Regions from separate parts of the Bombyx mori genome. Here region 2 is linked to region 1. Evidence: chromatin contacts called from public Hi-C data. All regions are on one chromosome and are shown on one strand. Each heading gives the region's core, a stretch centred on a gene start, on an enhancer-like site or on the middle of the called end of the contact. The rest is flanking DNA. Distances are from core to core; before and after follow the strand shown.

Region 1 (3,280 bases), core at 565-3,064:
ATCGATTTAATATGATTGATTATATAAAATTTCATAATTTATCATGCTTAAAACATACAAAAATAATAATTAAAACGTATTTTATAGGATCTCAAGAAAGTCGATGTCCTAAAACTATTATCTATATGTATTTAAATTCATTATGGAGCCCTCATCCGAAAAATCCATTTTTCGGTCGGAATCTATTGATCATGACACTAGTCATAAATACCACTTTAAGATATGTCATCAAAACATATTTAGACATTCTGTTTAGATATTTCGGGAAAAAGGCTACCGACAAAATCTCTTCGGAACTATTTAAATAAAATAGTTTTATTCCGCAGTGAGTAAAACACTATTGTAAATTTGTTAAATTTTTAATAATTAAGTGATTTTAGAGAGGAAGTCACAAGGAATGACGTTTGTAATTAATGAATAAATGTTCTGTAGGTGTTTTTTTTTTCACGCGGTCCCTTGATAAGTTTAAAATTTGAATCACTCTCAAGCGAAAGTGATTCAAATGGTGCGGCGCACCTTCCTTGGGGTGCGCTGCGGTAGTATGTTACGGACTTTAGAGTCAGCAAAACAATTAAAATAGATTGTAATAGTCTAAGAAAAACACGTACTCAAAATACGATAACATTTAGCATGCTAGAAATGGGCTGATGGCTTTGAACTACGCCATATCTTTATGTTTTGCGACAAACGACAACTTTATAAAATCAGTGTAGCAACTTTTAAAAATCATCATATCGTTTACTTGGCAAATTCGAAGGACGAACTTGTCTTAGATTTCACCCATCTAAATCATATCATATTTGCACATAACAATATACCTACTTACTTCCCATTAAAGTATAAATTCTACAAATAAATAATACTCAACAATATTTAAAATAAAATGAGCCAAGAACGTTTATCGATAAAACCTGATAACATTGAAATCTTTTGTACAGCACTAAAGCCGCCATGTTTTGTGGCCAGATGACGTCACAGTGGCACGAAATTTTGGTTGACGTTTCATTTCCATAGGTTTCCTACTTCATTGTGAGCGATGCATCCGCGTGGACAGCTGCTATACAATAATACATTTTAATAATAATACATGTTTTCGTTATGTATGAAATTCAATGAAAAGTGAATGTGGTGTCAATTGTTTAGAGCAACGATAATTGCGATAATTGAAAAATGAAACCATTCCATCAGTATTTTCTTTTATGACGTTGTCACGTTCACCTAGCGTCAGTAAACCGACTTTACAGCAACCGATTTTTTTTTTCTCTCAAAGAAGTCAATGCTAAAAGCATATAGAAGATTATTAACGGGAACGCGAGGAGCAAAGCTGTCTGAATTGTTTTATTTTATCTACCTATTTAATGTTTCTTCAGGTTTAAAAGTGTAATAACAGTGGCTTATTATATTTTGTATCTGTGAAAGTGCACAAATGTGGGAAAATGAAACAAAGCCGCTAGACGTAGCTTCTCGGTATCCTCCAAAAAATCAGCTGAAAAAGTCTTAGTAAATAACCACCATTTTACTGAGATTATATTTCATCCTATATCATCTCATCTCAATTCATTTTTAACTATTTTTTTTATTTAATTTGTTATTTATTATTTTTTTAATTAATTTCATTTAATTTCACGCCAATTGATTGATGTTTCAAATTAACAATATTAATTAAACAATAAATTAATCAACTTAATTTCATTTCACATCCTATTAATATTGTTCAATAAAATTATAAAAAATTAAAGTATATGGTATGATACTTTTGCCATTCCAGTTGGCAAAATAGAAATAATACTACTAAAAGCATAGATAATATCCTGTATTTAAATGTCAAAAGCTTTCCTCCATATTTATGTTTATTGTCTATACTCTAAATCTTCTCAATTTAAATCATAGATGATAGTCTGATAGTATGTTTGATTTGTAAATGAAATTTGTTTTGATTGTGTTTTAAAGTAATATGTAAGATTTTTGCATCAAATTCAGCTTATCCAAAACAAATAAAAACAATGGCTCAATTCAGACCAGCCGGATTTTCCGATGAGGATTCAGATAGTGATGATTACGGATTTTATGAGAAGCCGGTAATTTACATTATTGCCTTACATTTTGATTTCTTACTATTCATAAAATAATTGTATTTTTAAAAATCCCAACAGTAATAATAATCCATATGGAGCACCTTCCCTTATCTACTAAGATGATCCAATAACATGCACAAGTTCATAGAGTGTATAAAATAATTAGATCTCGATTTGCTTACATACTTTTCATTTCTTATTTTAAACTAAACAGCAAATTAAATAATAATAATTGAGAAACACTTGTAGTATAATTGTACTAATTGTGGAGAGATTACATATGTATATAAATTTATTCTTTCAAATATAATGAAAGAATACACGTTTTTTTAATTCATTTACATTGTACGTTTTTTGGTAAATGAAGGTTTATATGTAAACTTTTTTTTAAATCGCCCTTATAGGCAAACGAGCTTAAGGCTTACTTGATGGTGAGTGGTTACCATTGCTCATGGACACATTTTGTTTTTATCATACAATTGTTTATCAACAAATCTTTACTTATGTCAAAATTACACATTTATTACATTACTTACTACAATTGACACAAGATTTAAATTTAAAAAAAAAAACAGCCTTCCTCGAATACAATATCTCAGCTATCAATTTTTAAGTTTCTTCTATTTCATATTGTTCTTTCACATCGTTAATGTCCATGAACAGCAGTGGTCAATGACAAACAGGCATGTTTTATCCTCTTCAATGATTACATTTGTAACCCGGATATGGTGAGATCATTGTAAGTTCCACTTTTACTGCATTGAGTTCACCTTTCCCTTAATACTGTGTGTTGGCATGATCGTCTTAGCCGTACAACCCTATTTCTCACTTTTACTCACTAAATCAATGACTTAATTTGTAGCTGAAACAGCTGTGGCAATGCTGTTACTTACTTTTGCAGTGGTTTATAGTTTACAAATAGAAATTTGCATCTGTTTTGGGCTAGTATATTACTGAATCTAACATCTCCAAACCACTTTTTTCTGTTTTTATGTACTAGCTAAAGTGTCAACAAAATACACAAATATCCAGTTCACTTTATTTTTTCTTTGTATTTAGAGAATTGACAAACAATGACTATCATGTCATGTCATGGTATGACTATCAATCAACCCGTCAACTGAAATTGAAAAGCACCATATATTATGCATAAGAATGTGTTATTTCCAAATTACAATAGGCACTGTGATTGTTAATTATGTATT
Region 2 (3,280 bases), core at 212-2,711, 140 kb before region 1:
TTTAAAAATGAGTAAAATTCTAAAAGTATACATTTTTATTTTCATGAACAATTCGAAATTCGAATTCAATAAACTATTTTGTGGCCGGCATTCTAAAAGAAAAGTTTTTACAGTGTGACAATACTTATGACCTGACTAGTTACATACCTCGCGTATAGTATGTTTTCAAAATCCTGATTTATTCCTCAAACAACCAATCCTTTTTTCGGAAGTGCACAGTTGCTGTGAGATGTTCTCCTTCAATTGATTTTCAAAGAGATTATTTAATATCTGGAGAAAGGTAGCATCATTATTGAGCTATTAATTTTCAACGGCTGGGACCTGTGACGTATTTGCCGCCATTGTTGATAAAAACTATACCTAACGTCTTCATAATAATTTTCCTCTAAATTCATAACTTCAAATCTATATAATAAAACAAAAGCACACCCTTCACGAGACATCTGAAACTATCCGATCGAAGAAGTTTAAATTTGGCATAACCACTACTTTGACAACGAAGGCGCTCGTTCGAATTTACGTAAGTACTAAATATGTATACATAGTGTAGATTTTACATCTATCATCGCATAGACTAGACTAGAAGTTTATGAGCCGAATAGCGACATAGATAAGGTTACCGTTGCCATATATTATTTTCCTACTTAATAGTTGGTAGCCTAAGGGGCTATTCCAATTACGCTCAGTTTTATAGGTGAGCTCACCTTTCGGAAGGCTTGCTAATACTAGCCCTCGCAGGAGCACGGCTTCTGAATCTATTGTCGGATCGGAATAGCTTGTGATATGACTAGTGGTTTACGAACTAAATAGTGACACCTTTAAAGGCAAGCCTTTAAAATATTTCACTCTTTTTGAATAGTAATTTCAACGCTAATGAAACCACGGTGCACGTGTAGTTAATAATAAAAATCATAAGTACATCCGAAGTTTGAAATGTTGAAATATATGACTTATTTGATCCTTATTTTAATTATCGATGGGTTCATCTCATTGCGGATTTACGGTTGCGTCTCTAGGAAATGAGGCAGTAGTTACGAATGCAATATTAATTTACATCGGTCTGTTTACTTTCCGTCAAACGTTATAGTAACAATTTTTCAATGAAATGAACAACTTCTAAGTATTTATCACGTCGGATGGAATAAGACTAAACTGGAATAGAAACTTACCAACTCAATTCAATGGAGTAAATAAAAAAAAAACTTATGTGACACCTCGACTACAGATATACGAAAGCCGGGATACATTACTGGAGTGGAAAAGTTAAAAAGCTTAAATGTATCTCCGGCGCGGCTAAAAGTGTCTGACAAAAGTTCGACTTCCATTTTAAAAAGCTCCATTACAAAACATCGAGATTCGCTTCCGCCACGCCGCGCCGCCGCGGGCGCGAACTGACGCCTGACGCCTGCGAAGACGGAATTACACTCTTAAAACTTTTCAATTAATTTAATAGTCTATAGCGAGGTAATAAATAAATATCAAGAATGTATGGGTATTAAAATTTGTAGCTAGGCGCTTGTTATGTGCTATAGATCTCTCCGTTGCTATTGTGAAATGAGTTGAATATTTTGTTTTAGTAAAAAATGGTATTTTTAGAGAGTCACATTCTAGTCAATTGGCTGAGTACCCAGAATGCGGTCCGGTCTTGGAGACCGGTGCAGCTTCGGTTAAGGAGTTTCAATCCTATGTGGCACTAAACTTGAATTCGTTACGTACTTACGCTGTGTCATACTTCGCTTAAACAGTTTTAATACTTGATTAACTGGCTTATTTAAAATTTGTATATCTCTCTATGAGTATTTATTTGAAGTACCTGCTATGTTTCTTAACATCTTGCACAAGTGTTTGAGGGAAAGATAGTTCGTTATATTATCTAGTGTCCGCCCAATGATACCTCAAAATTTCATAACAAGTTTTTGATCACGGTATCCCGTACGCCAGGTATGTTATACCAGGTAACCCTTGCCTTAGACGCCTTCAGCTCTAATCCTAGCAGTAGGCTTAGGGACCCCGGTAACCGTACTAGTCGAACTCGACAAAGAGTTCGACGTCTAACCTAACCCATGCAACAGCCCGCTGAGTTTCTTACCGGATCTTATCGGCGGGTCGCGATTCCAATCCGGTGGTAGATTCATCCGCGAAGCAGCTGCTCTCGAGTTGTTAGATCTCCTTCGGGGGCAATAGACCTTTTTTTACTTTCTTTATTTGTTCGTGGAATGAAGGAAGTCCCGGCTCATTTGCTGTAAAACCGTTGACGGAGCCCGCTATGAACAAACGCTCCTCAATAGTATTCTATAACGACTATCCGACATTTCAAACTAGAATGCTTGACTGCTTCTCGGCAGAAATATGCAAGATAGTTTTTTATTTTATTACTTAGATATGTGGACGAGCTCACAGCCCACTTGCTGTTAAGTGGTTACTGGAGCCCATAGACATCTACAACGTAAAATGCGCCACACACCTTGAGATATAGTTCTAGGTCTCAGTATAGTCACAACGGCTGCCCCACCCTTCAAACCGAAACGCATTACTGCTTCACGGCAGAAATAGGCGGGGCGGTGGTACCTACCCGTGCGGACTCACAAGAGGTCCTACCACCAGTATAGTGCATGGTTATTAAATAAAGAAATTTTATTGAAGAATTCGAAGATCGCAAAGTATCAAAACGAATTAATTCTCGCTTAAAATACCCGAGCACCTATACAGAGAAAAGTAAGTTGAATTCGAGAAGAGTTGTAAGGCTTTGGTTCTGAGATAGTGCTTTTAGGCCCTAACCCCGGGGGTGATGCAGTGGGTCCGTAGAGCTTCTTAAAATGTTTTCACTTATGTATGTATGGGAATACATTACCCCTGTCTCCGGGTTACTCGAGGCGCGCACACTTATTTCTAACACAAATTGAAGTGACGTTAAGCCATCACTTTACTCTCTTGTGAATATTCACTTAAATTACGTTTTATTGGGAGCTTGAAATATTATTTCAAACGTTTTTAGCACAACCCAAGTAAACAAATAAATCTAATGTTCGTTATTAGCATTTTTATTAATATTTGAATGTATAATTAAGCTTATGGTAGGTTTAACATTTTTTAAACGGTGTTTTACTTACAAATACATATTTAAAATTGAAATATCATCATAAGACCATCATCTTTGGTGTCGTAAAAAGCGACTAAGAGATTCAACGGTATTTTACTTACAAATACATATTTAAAATTGAAATATCATCATAAGACCATCATCTTTGGTGTCGTAAAAAGCGACTAAGAGATTCATTGG

What was found. A called contact is a pair of places that touch in the nucleus more often than the background predicts.
Region 2: a contact with region 1 is called in a Hi-C map of midgut, with 2.3 times the contacts expected there. The contact joins the enhancer-like site here to the promoter of LOC101741162 in region 1. A contact is called at or near these places in 3 of 7 Hi-C or Micro-C datasets (middle silk gland, midgut and whole pupa).

What each region holds. Positions count from the first base shown.
Region 1 is chr13:8,673,960-8,677,239 of ASM3026992v2, reverse strand. It overlaps LOC101741162 (ankyrin repeat, SAM and basic leucine zipper domain-containing protein 1), which reads left to right and starts at 1,814. Exons shown (of 8, transcript XM_004927804.5): 1 at 1,814-2,078. The coding sequence starts at 2,004.
Region 2 is chr13:8,813,217-8,816,496 of ASM3026992v2, reverse strand. No RefSeq gene overlaps it. Among protein-coding and RNA genes, the nearest start is that of LOC134199979, 8.3 kb to the left of the region's middle. Within about 2 kb of position 1,461, at least 2 of the 8 cell types and tissues checked have open chromatin away from gene starts, as enhancers often do.